Regions from separate parts of the Mus musculus genome. Here all the other regions are linked to region 1. A link is a contact called in public HiChIP or PLAC-seq and promoter capture Hi-C data. All regions are on one chromosome and are shown on one strand. The core of a region is the stretch at or near the end of the contact, and the rest is flanking DNA. Distances in the headings are between cores, read along the strand shown.

The links. Promoter capture Hi-C pulls out the DNA fragments that hold promoters and counts their contacts. HiChIP or PLAC-seq counts read pairs in DNA pulled down with a chosen protein or histone mark.
Region 2: a promoter capture Hi-C map of pre-B cells shows a contact between it and region 1, with 2.3 times the contacts expected there. The contact joins the enhancer-like site here to the promoter of Ttc32 in region 1. A contact is called at or near these places in 2 of 39 promoter capture datasets (the C10 cell line and pre-B cells), 2 of 115 datasets of contacts at active chromatin or transcription factors (large pre-B cells and memory CD8 T cells) and 2 of 9 other capture datasets (adipose tissue and liver).
Region 3: an H3K27ac HiChIP or PLAC-seq map of embryonic stem cells shows a contact between it and region 1, with 2.8 times the contacts expected there. The contact joins the enhancer-like site here to the promoter of Ttc32 in region 1. A contact is called at or near these places in 7 of 39 promoter capture datasets (the 3T3-L1 cell line, the C10 cell line, HPC-7-derived erythroid cells and 3 more), 1 of 484 Hi-C or Micro-C datasets (the HL-1 cell line), 5 of 115 datasets of contacts at active chromatin or transcription factors (embryonic stem cells, large pre-B cells and pancreatic cancer cells) and 2 of 9 other capture datasets (adipose tissue and liver).

Annotation. Positions count from the first base shown.
Region 1 is chr12:9,027,682-9,031,690 of GRCm38.p6, forward strand. It overlaps Ttc32 (tetratricopeptide repeat domain 32), which reads left to right and starts at 2,316. Exons shown (of 3, transcript NM_029321.2): 1 at 2,316-2,515. The coding sequence starts at 2,376. Wdr35 (WD repeat domain 35) reads left to right here. Exons shown (of 27, transcript NM_001159527.1): 26 at 1-42; 27 at 325-1,166. The coding sequence ends at 475.
Region 2 is chr12:8,840,250-8,844,258 of GRCm38.p6, forward strand. No RefSeq gene overlaps it. Among named protein-coding and RNA genes, the nearest start is that of Gm33418, 11 kb to the left of the region's middle. Within about 2 kb of position 2,297, at least 37 of the 459 cell types and tissues checked have an H3K27ac peak or open chromatin away from gene starts, as enhancers often do. A contact at or near this core is called in memory CD8 T cells and pre-B cells, where this site is marked.
Region 3 is chr12:8,866,465-8,870,473 of GRCm38.p6, forward strand. No RefSeq gene overlaps it. Among named protein-coding and RNA genes, the nearest start is that of Gm33483, 11 kb to the right of the region's middle. Within about 2 kb of position 2,332, at least 10 of the 459 cell types and tissues checked have an H3K27ac peak or open chromatin away from gene starts, as enhancers often do. A contact at or near this core is called in embryonic stem cells, where this site is marked.

The sequences.
Region 1 (4,009 bases), core at 1,066-3,565:
AAAAGACAACAGGAAGTCTGAATTAAACAGCCTTCTTGAAGGGTAGGTGCATCATAATCAAATGCCATTCACCTGAAGCTTGGCTAGTATAAAGCACTGAATTTTTAAGGAGTTTATGTTAATATTAAAATTGATTAATATTATTATCCTACATGAGTGTAGTAAAGCTATATTCATTTAAAGAAAAGTTTTTATGAGAAAAACTTTTAAAAGTATTTTATTTGAAATTTGACTTGGAAATTTTCATTCTTGAGTATTTAGAGTAGAGTAGACAGACCAATCACGTATTTTCACGTCTAATTGTTTTCTCTCTTATTTTTACAGCGGGGAAGGCAAACTGCCGACCTGTATCGCCACTGGCAGCCCAATCATCGAGTATCAGTTCTGGGTGTGCAAAGTCTGCAAGCACTACGTCCTCGCCCAGGAGATCAGCAACTACAACTTTTGCCCTTTATGCCACAGCTCGGTAGAATAAAGGAAAGAAGACTCTCAGTTGTACAGTGCTGGAAGCACACACGCTTCTCTGCACCCGACTGTGTCGTAGAGCTTGATTTCCTAAGGATTCATAGGAAAATCACCTCATCATCTGCTAGTTGTATTTTTGTATAAAATATATATTACAAAAGAAAATAAAAGTAAAGGGAGGGCTGGCATGTGCTCAGTGGTAGCATGCGTTCCAAGCCTGCGCAGGTCCTGGGTCCACTGTCAGTACTGGAAAAAAAAGATAATCCATACATCACAGTGCAACCAAGAGACAGTTTGATTCTTTTCACATAAGATTTACAGGTGTGAACTAATTTTTTTGTAGTTCCTGTCTGTTCATTTACCATTTATATAACTTATAGTTTGTGGCAAATTACCACAGAACTAGTTCTCTCTTGCCAAGGTTACCAGTTGGTTAGAGACCCCTTGGGAGGTAGCTGGGGATGGCAGAGGGTAGGAGGGGCTGCCTTGAAGCAGAGAACAGACATGACCTGGGTTCAGGGAGGCTCAGCAGCGGCTTAGGACATGAGCTCTGTTTCTACTTAAGGTTAAATTTCTGTATGTTCATAAATGAGGAAATGGCATTTTAAGACTTTTTATTATTTGAAGTTTTAAAGACTACAAGCCTCATTCAAGAGGAAGCATTTGGTCTCTTTTCTTTGTAATAAACATGAATTAACTGATTTTGAGTAATGCTGTAGTTATCATCAAGCTTATCCCGAGCTATGCCATGGTTCAGAGTACTCTAGTGGCCTAAATGTGACCCCAGCAGCCACAGCATGCACTAATGTGGCCGGTCCCAGCATTCTGGTAAGCAGTGTACCTGCACAGGCACTGCCGACCTCTCTCATCTGCCATACACAGCTCATTATATTTTGCTGAAATGTACTTTAAGATCACTTTTCTGACCGGGCAGTGGTGGCACATGCTTTTAATCCCAGCACTTGGGAGGCAGAGGCAGGGAGATTTCTGAGTTCGAGGCCAGCCTAGTCTACAGAGTGGGTTCCAGGACAGCCAGGGCTACACAGAGAAACCGTGTCTCGAAAAAACAAAACAAATCACTTTTCTTTATTCTCAGAGCTCAGATCAAAAGTTTTTCTGAGACATTATTTGAAATAAACATGAAAACAAATTCTGAAGGGAAAAAAGGACGTTTATCCCATGTTTCCTTCCACTATAATGTAGGGAAATGTGGCATTTGCATTGTCTTCACATCCACAGACACATCCTCGGACACACACAGAGACATACACAGAATATATATCACATGGGAGAAAAAGCTAAGTCTTTTTAGGAAAATATACAGTGACTGAAGTGGCAGAGAATTGTTACCATAGAGACTACAGAAAGTTCACACTCAGAAACATGGACAAATTTGTTTCAAAGTAACAGAATATTAACTCTGTTGCCATAGCTCTAGACGCTTATTTTGGGTATCTAAAATGAAAACAGCAATATTATGTTGCCCTCTACTGTCTGCTTCTATAATTATTTTCTAAAAAAAAATTTTTTAAAGACTTCTTTATTTACTATGTATACAGCATTCTGCCTGGATATATGCGCACCACCACCGCCCGGCCATGGGCACTGTCTGTCTGTCTATCTATCATCCATCTAATCTAATCTAATCTAATCTAATCTAATCTAATCTAATCTAATCTAATCTAATCTAATCTAATCTAATCTAATCTAATCTAATCTAATCTAATCTAATTATGTATACACATGTCACAAAGATTTAAATTCTCTTAATTTCCCGCGAACGGCGTCAGGCGCTACCAGTTGTCTCGCGATACTACGGGTCTTCAAACAGGACAAACGTCCTTTTCCTTTAGCCAACGAAGTCCCGTGAGCGGTAGCTGTGGTTCCGCTTCCACCCGGGTGAGGCGGTCATGGCCTTGCGGCCAGGCCGAGAGGGCGGAGAGAGCTCGGCCGCCCTGGCCACGGCGCAGGCTCGCTTCTCCAGGGGCGAGTTTGCCGAGGCCCGGGAGCTGTACTCCGCCTTCATTGGCCAGTGCGCGCGTCACGGGAGGTAACTATCGCGAGAGCGGGCTGGGCGCGTGGGTGGTCCCCGAGCCACGCGCGGACCGCGGAGTCCTGGGCTGCCGCTTGGTTTCCCCAGAAAAGATCCCCTCCGAGCCCTGTCCTTCGGGGAGGGGACGCCTTGGTCTCCGCAGAGGCCCAGGCGGCAGGAAGCCGCTGTTCTGGGCAGGGAAGGTGGTCGTCCTCGGAACCACAGCGACGCCTTTGTGTTCCGGACGCGAAGGTTCCGGTTCAGCACCCGCTTAAGCTAAGCACAGTCGCTGCACCCAGCTGTCCCGTTAGTGTTTACCACGACGTCACAGCACACTCCTGAAGTTAAGGGTTGTTAATGTGACACCGCTAGAACATCACAAGAGTCCTTTCTGTAGAATATCAAGCCAGCGATGAAACGTTTATTGCCCAGTACAGTTCTTTGTTACTTTGATATTTGAGTTCGAGCAGCTTATCAAGATGTGCACTCTGACCCCTCTATTCCCACTACGCTTTGAGTCTTTAGAAAACGGGGTTGTATGTCGAGCCAAAATCTGATAATTATAAAAATTTTGACATTTAGGGGTCTTGGTTGCATTCTGTTTTCTGCCAGTTAAGGAATTAAAAGGCAGTAAAACTCTCAAGCCAGGCAGGTAGCAGCGGAGGAGGAGGAGGTGGTGGAGGAGGAGGAGGGTGCCACGACTAAGTACAGCTTATGAGAGAATCCGCTAATGAGGAAAGGTTTCCTAGGGGTGAGAAAACTTGAGTGGGCAAACAGATAAAACCCTCGGCAAAGCGGAAGAGGATTTCAGGAACCCGCAGATCCACTCCTTTGAGGGTTTAAGGAACTGAGGGTTGGTCAGTTTGAGCACAGAGCCCTAAGCATGTCCGATCCAGCTTTGAACTTGTGTAGTAGTAGCATAGCAGAGCCATCAGCGGGGGTGGGGTGGGGTGGGGGGCTCTATTGGTGAAAAAAAAGTAGAAAAGCCTTTTTAGGCTGCCGGGTTTTTGTTTCCGGTCAGCCGGGTCAGGAAGAAGCAGGTCAGGTTGGCAGTTCACTATATTTATTATCTAGTCTCAGCTCCTCTCTTGATACATCTGCTTATCAGGGAGTCTTACTCTTAGCCCCTCCGTATTGTTTGTCCCAATGTCTCTGTATTGGTTGTGAATTGGTCGTTAAACCGGGAGAATCGATCCAACTCTGCAGGTTCACAATTCCACTGTAATAGAGTGAAGTCTTTTACTCTTTGTGATATTCACAGCCTGGCTATCTTCTGTGCTAATGCCTGCACATGTAGCATTAGTTACTTCAAGATTTGCCTTTGTTGCGCTTATGTAATGTGTGGAGTGAACACAGAGAAACAGAGAAACTGGGAATTTCTCTCTCTCTCTCTCTCTCTCTCTCTCTCTCTCTCTCTCTCTCTCTCTTTGTGTAGCCCCAGCTGTCATGAAACTCCCTCTACATACCAGGCTGCCCTTGAATGCAGAGATCCACCTGCCTCTGCCTCCCAAG
Region 2 (4,009 bases), core at 1,047-3,546, 190 kb before region 1:
AATTGGGATTTCTTTTTTTCTGGAGGCCAAAAAGCCAAAACAAAACAACTCTGGCCATCTAAATACAACTTTTAAACATCCTACTTGAGGTCTAGAAGACCTAAGCATATCATGTATGGAAAATGTAAACACAGAAGAAACTCAATAAGATATACATATTAATAACACAAGCCCATAAAACAGTGATTCTCAACTTGTGGATTATGACCCATTTAGGGGTTGAGTGGCTCTTTCACAGGGGTGACCTAAGACCATCAGAAAATACAGATTATGATTCATAACAATGGCAAAATCACAAAGTAGCAATGAAAATAATTGTATGGTTGAGGATCACCACAAAGTGAGGAACTATATTAAAGGGTCACAGCATCAGGAAGGTTGAGAACCACTGCTGATAGAGAAGACAAGACATTGACTACTGTCTTCAAGTCAGTCTTGTACATGTGAGGTCGGGGAGGCAGAGAGCCACAGCGCCAGGAAGCTGGTGTAACACCACCGCTCCTCTTTATGCCCACCCAGGCTGAGCCCCAGCAGTCCTGAAGCATCAGTCCTGTTGGCCAGTGTACTGCAAAACTGGAAGCTTGTCTCCAAACTGTGGGATTTTAGGCTCTGGGCCTTTAAGAGATGGGTCTGGGGACTCTAGCTATTTACGTCTGTCAGTGCTGTCTTCCAGATGTAGGTGAGGTGTCAGGGAACTGGATTAGTGCCCCAGAGAATGAGCGCTTATGAATCAAGTTTGAGTGTCTCTTCAGGTTCGTGTACCTGTGCCCCAGTGCCCTGGGCACAGGACCTGTGCCCTGACTACAGGCCCTTACAGGCCCATACAAGGTTGCCGCCTGCTCTTTGCGGTGCTGCTGCAGTGCTGTGATAAGGCCAGGGAGACTCTGGGTGCCTGTACTGTGATGTTGTGCACCTCCTGCCATCAGAACCGTCTGTCAGAGATAAGTTACCCACCCCAGGTATTTTGTTGTAACAACACAGAGCAGGGTAAGTTCCTTTAAACCTCTGCTGTTTTGAGAGCCTTTCTAATAAGCATTTTTTTGATAATTTCGTTTTCAGTTCCTCTGAATACATTTCCATAAAAATAGCTCACAGGTTTGAGCTCTGTTAAGACTCTACTTTTTCTGAGTTCCAGGACAGCCAGCGCTATACAGAGAAACCCTGTCTCGAAACAAAACAAAACAAAACAAAAGAGTTTACTTTTTCATTCAACTCATTTTTCTTATGTCTTTAAAAAAGTTTGCTGCATATTAATTGTATAAAATAATAGGTTTTGCTATGATATTTTTATGTACTCAAAGTATATAACATTGATCATACTGGCAGCCCATTCACTCCCTCTTGCTCCCACTTCTCTATCTCACCAATCCTTTCTCTTTCCAGTCTTCCTCCCTCCCTCCCTCCTTTTCTCCCTCCCTCGTTTCCTTCCCTCCCTCCCTTTCTCCCTCCATCCCCCTCTCTCCCTCCCTTCCTCCCTCCTTCCTTCTTTCGTTCCTGTCGGTCTTCCTAGACTGGGTAGTCTGTGAGCCCCTGGTATCCACTTAACCCTTCTCCAGTACTGGGACTGCAGACTCCTGCAACTGTGCTCAGTCGTAGCATAGTACAGACGCTTTACATCGGTACACTTGTTCCTTTGTTTCTTTATTGGGGGAGCACCTGCATATGGGAGACAACTTGTGAGAGTCAGTTCTCTCCTTCTACCATGTGGTCCTTGGGGACTGATCTCAGATTGTCAGGTTTGGTGGCAAGCACCTTTACTCCCTATGCCATCTCACAGGCCTGTCTCCCAGCTTTTCCATGGGTTCTGAGGCTTTGAACTCATGTCCTCATACTTGCACGGTAAGCACTTAACCCACAGAGCCATAGCTCTAGCCCTACTGCTACAGGAGCATGCCCAGCAGTCACAGAATTGCAGACCTTTATAGACAAATAGACAATATCATATATCTCCCGTATTATGCACGTGCATGCGTACCTCAGAGATATGGCAAGTTTCATCCCAGACAACCAAAGTTAGACAAACATGGAGGTAAAATGAGTCACATCCGGTTATGTTTGTGTTAGACTATAATCTGTGAAGCGAGCAATAGCATTACGTCTAAAGAAACAACATCTAGAACCTAATTAAGACTGCTTTACTGCTGAACTGGGAGACAGCTCAGTTGGTAAAATGTTTGCATTACAGGGATTAGGACCTGAGTTTGTACCTGGAACCCATATAAAAGCTGGGTGAGGTATCCGGTGTCTGCAACCCTTGTTGGGGTGTAAGAGGTAGGTGGATCCCCGTGGTTTAGGTGCCAGCCAGCCTAGCCAAGAGGTGAGCTCCAGGTTCACCTGCGAGACCCTAGACTAAAAAATGTAAGATATAGGGAGAGTGATTGAGAAAGTCACTATCTACCCATTGGCTCCATGCCCACGTGCACACGCCCATTCTCTCTCTCTCTTTCTCTCTCTCTCTTCCTCTCTCTCTCTCTCTCTTTCTCTCTCTCTCTCTCTCTCTCTCTCTCTCTCTCTCTCTCTCTCTCTCTCACACACACACACACACACACACACACACACACACACACGAGAAACCACTTTTTATGGCCATGCGTAAAAAGCAACTCCCTATTTGAGTTTTATGACAAAACCACAGTAACCAAGTCCCAGCCTTAGATGCCACTTCTAACTTTAGCTGTCACCCTTTTCCTCCGCAGCTGCAGCCACTTCCGCCACTGAAGCATCTGTAAGGCTGGAGTCAACTTCTTCCCAGACCTTCCCGACGTTGCAGTTTGACATTCAACATGATTTTTATTTTATTTTGGTTGCAGCATCTCACACTCTATGAACCATTTCCACCAAGCTTCCTAATCCTAGGTCCGTGAGAGGGATGGCTATTTATGGCACCTACAGCCTTATTAAATGTGTTTATTTCTTACATCATAAGATTTGGGAGTCGCCATCACTCCTTAATCCTTGGGATGTACATGTCGTGTTAGCACACACAAAAGCAACTATGTTATAGTAGAAGCCTGCCAGGGTTCTTGGGTGACTGGGTCTATTGTCAGATTTTAAGAATAACCTTTCCTGACCCCAAGCGACAGACTTCAATAGTGGCTTAGAATATTCAGTAGGCCATGTTGCAAGCAGATGTCCTGTCTTCCAGGCTTTGTTGTTCCACAGAGAGAGCACAGGGACACTAGATTTCATGTAATTCATTTCTTAACATTTATTTATTTATGTATTTAATTTTTTATTGAGGATGTGGCTGTGTTTACACACACACATGTGCATGCCACATCTCATGTGTGGAGGTCAGATGGCAACTTCTCTGTTCTTTCTTTCTACCATGTACGCTTCAGGGATTGAGCTCAAGTTCAGATCATCAGGCTTGGTGACAGGGGCCTTTACCTACTGAGCCATCTCCTTGTGATTCTTCTTATTCTTCTTTAATATTTGTATTAAATATTAATATTTGTATTAGTGTGTGTGCGCGTGTGTGCGCGCGCATGTGTGTGCGCGAGTGTGTGTATGTACGCGTGCGTGTGTGTGTGTGTGTGTGTGTGCGTGTGTGTGCATGTGTGCGTGCGTGCATGTGCGCGAGTGTGTGTGTGTGCATGTGTGCGTGTGTGTGTGTGTGCATATGTGCGTGTGTGCCTGTGTGTGTGCGTGTGTGCGTGTGTGCATGCGTGTGCGTGTGTGCGCGTGTGCGCGCCTGCGCATGCACTTGCGCGAACACACAGCTCACAGATGCAAGAAGAGAGTATGGGATCCCCTAGAGCCAGAGTTATAGTTACAGCCAATTATGAGACTCTTGCCACCATGTGAGTGCTAGGAACCAAGCTCAGGTCCTCTGTAAGAGTAGCCAGAGCTATTAAACTACGAGGCCATCTCTCCACCCGCTGGACAGCAATTCTTAAGGGCCATGGGATTGAGGGACCGGTACATGAGCACTTTCTTCAGTGTTGTGATGACAGTTGTATTGGCTCCTAACAAGAGTCAGTTTGTCCTGTGACATTTAAAAGCCAGG
Region 3 (4,009 bases), core at 1,082-3,581, 160 kb before region 1:
GACCCAACCTAGGCTTCTTGCTTTCCACCTTCAGGCTCCCTTCCCTCTGTGAGTGTCCTCTCAGACATACTCTGCCCTCTGTAGTCTCAACATAGCTGTGCGTAATCCTCACACAGTATGCCACCTTGCCAAGTTATGTATTCACATTTAAATGCATATAACACATAAACCTAAATAAATTTAAATCAATTCTGTGTTGTATAAAATGTAAGAAGATTTATACTATTTATTCATTGTACAATATTATCCTATATGTTTACATATTTAAGATGGATATATTTACATACTATGCTGGTTGGGTTTTGTCAGTTTAATATGTGTGAGAAGAGGAAATTCCTAATGGAGAAGAATGCCTCCATAAGATTGTCTGTCCACAAGCCTGTGGATTAGTGAATGATGGGTGGGGAGGGCCTGGCCCATCGTGAGCAGTGCCACCCTAGGACAGGTAGTCCTGCGGTGTCTAATGAGGCAGGCTGAGTAAGCCATGAGAAACAAGCCAGTCAGTAAGCAGCACCCTCCATGGTCTCTGTATCAGCTCCTGCCTGCAGGTTCCAGACTTGAGTTCCTGCCCTGACTTCCTTCAGAGATGGTTTGTGATGAGGGACTCTAAGATGAAATAAACCCTTTCCTTCCCAAATTATTTTTGGCCATAGTGTTTCATCATAGCAATTAAAAATGTTAATTAAGGTTATGCAAAATATGCTAGTTATATTAAATAATTTTGAATTTTTATAAATATTAAACATAGTTAAAAGAGAAAAGGGGAAATTAGTTATTTTGTCAAAGATCAAGCATGAAATGAAGTGTTATCCTCCTCTTCCTCTTTTTTTTTTTTTTGCTGCCTCCTCCTCTAGCTCCTCGAGGCTGCCTGGGTTTTCTGGCCACAGCAAAGGGCTATGCTAATTGTAGATTAGAAGGAAAACTTGATAAAGCTCTATCATATGTTTTTAAGAGTTAGGTGTTAGATACCAGGTAGATAAAACTAATATGAATCTGTCCTTAATCCAACATTTCTGTGTCTATGTATACATGAAAAATAATTCATATACATGATTATTTATGATATAATATTTGTAATAGTAAGCAATTTAAAAATCAGTATCCAGCACTATAGGCAACTGGCTGACCAGAGCATTTCTATGCTAATACTATGCAGTTGACTGGAATGTTCCTCGTGATTTGGAATGAGCTTCAAGGTGTCAAATGAGAAAAGGGATGACTATTGTGTGACCACTCATGTAAGAGAGTGTGTGCCTGTGTGTATGTGTGCATGTATGTGTACAAATTTGTTAAGATAGTAAGTAAGATAGGGTGTTCCTCTGGGGAGGCGCATGAAGTAGACCTTTGGAATTTGACACTCTTTTAAAGCACTTCAGAATAATGAGAACAAATACCTGAGTGAATGAAGCAGTTGTTGTAGACTCTGGCTGTGATGACATGAGGTGACTTCCGTTCCATTACTCCCATCCTTACTATGCTCACCCCTGCCCAAGACAGACTTAGTGCTTCTCTGAGCCCTCACAATACAGAGCACATACCGCTATCCATTTGTGTCATAACTGTCTGTTTCTATGCCTGTCTGCTCTACTGGACCACACACAACTCCAGGGAAAGCTTTCTGCCTCTAACAGGCCCTTGGCATGTAATGGGTAGGAATCCATAAATGACTGATGGATTCACAGGAATACATTAAGGAGAAGAGCAAAGTCTTTTTTCTAGAAGTCCCTGGGCCCATAGTGTGAGAAGCATCGTGTAGGAACATTTCAGTGACAAGAGCCTGCACTGGACAAAGACACTGTACTCTGGAGGGTTGTGGGAAAGGTATCTGACATGGTTTGAATCTGAAAGTCCCACAGGCTCATGTATTTGACCAATTGGTCCCCAGCTGGTAGTGCTGTCTGTTACAGCTGTGGAAACTTTAGGTGTCAGGTCCTAGCTGGAGGGAGTCGGCTGCTGAGAGCTGGACCTCTTATGGCCCAGTCTCAGTTCTGATCCAAAGCTGTCCAATTCCTGATCCATGGAGATGTGAGAAAGTACCCTCATGTTCCTGCCATCACAGCTAAGAGCTAGTTCCAGCACCCAGTCTTCTCTGCCATGATGGATGGTTTGTTCTTGAACAGTGAGTTGAAATCAGTCTCTCTTCCCCACTGAAAGTAACTAAACCAATATCCTTGAGCCAGCCGAGATAGAGTCACAGCTAGGAGGTGGTGTCCAAGCATCCCAAAAGGTGTCGGTTGCTAAGGATGAAGCATAAAGGTTGCAACAGAGGGATCCCGCATAATAAGGCAGGGAAAATAGGGGAAACCCAGACTTGCCTGGGCAGGCAGGTAAAGCTGCTCGCTTGATTCACTTCTCCCTGAGGCAGGTTGAAGGGCATGACCTTTTCCTACTGAAACGCAGGCCTTAGCATCAGAATCCTGCTGGGAAGTGTCAAGGACACCAGAGCCTAACCTTCAGCGGCTTGGTCAACTCACAGAGGTGGAGCTGGGCAGCCAGCCAGCCCCCTGCATCATTCTCCAGCTCAAAGTCACCTTCAAGGAGTACAGACAACAACAACAACAACAACAACAAACAACACCCTTGGCCTACCCGGTCTTCCAAGGAAGGTTCTATTTGGGAGCTCCAAATTCATCGCTGCAGCCCAGTGGTTTTCAATCTGTGGGGGTCGCATATCAGATATTTACATTCCGACTTGTAACAGTATCATTATAGCTAGGAAGTAGCAATGAAATAATTTCATGGTTGGGGTCACCAAAACATGAGGAACTGTATTAAAGGGCCACAGCATTAGGAAGGATGAGAACCACTGAGCTAGCATAAATGGCTCAAGGGACTCCACAGGATTCTTGGTTCCTGTTACAAGAGAACAGAGCAATCATGTGTAACATCTGGATGTGCTATTTCCCTACTGTGAAACTAACTCAGTGATAGGAACACTGGGCTTAGCGTTATCTCCTGATAAACAAGCTGAACACATTCTTTATACTGGAGCTTAAGAAGTGTGAAGTATCAAAGGGAGGACTGTTATTCAAGGCAGAGGTCCTTGAGTGCTATTGATTTGGGGTTTTGTTTGTTTGCTTTACCACCCCAGTTGTGCTAATAACAACAGAGCCTGCTCCCTTATGCCCATCCCCTGCAGTGGAGCTGGCCCGCCGGAGAAGTAGGTACACAGCTCAGAGCTGGCCAGTCAGAGAACTCCATGTCTCTAGTCATAAGGATTGGTTCCGAATTGCACGCGTGCCTTCATACTGGGCCAATCAAAGTCCTTGACGATTTTTCTGGTGGCGCTCTTGAGGATGCTCCACGCTAAAGTCAGTTTGGTCTCTGATCTGGTAAGAATGTACTTGGGAAACAGGAGCAGATACAAAGCGCTATGGACATTTCTCTGGACTCTGGATGCATCACTACCTGAAGCCAGGTCAGCTGTGAGTGCATCCTGAAAGGCCAGATTTATCGTGTCTTTAAGATAACAAAAACAAAACAAACAAAACAAAAAACCAAAAACTGCAAAATCTTTCATCGTTTTCACTATCCCATGTTTCGTTGAGGCCCAGGTGGCAGCCTCTTCTTCCAAGACATCTACCCAAACCAAGCTATTATGTAGAATATGCCGTTTGGCCTGCATCCCCCTCATACTGCTTTGTGTTTAAGGTTATAATTGGGGGAGGGGGTGGGGGAGGGGGAGGTAGAAGTTTCTAGATACTGTAGTTCCTTCCAAGTAGCAGAGGAGTCCTAAAGCTAGGAGTGTCATGGTGGTTGTAAAGGTCTGTGCACTGGGGTCACTGACCGGGCAGAGGCAGGGTTGGGAGAAGGTGTGAAATGTGTCGCTGTGCGTGCGTGCGTGAGTGAGTGTGTGTGCATGTGTGCATGCGCGTGCATGCCTGCAGAGACGGCCTGCGTGTCTATGTGTGTGGTTAGTGAGGACAGGAGAACTGAGCAGAAAGACAGGGTCTTCAGGCATCAGGACCAGTTTAGAGACACGTTTCTGCATGGCTAGCAAGCACCCTGG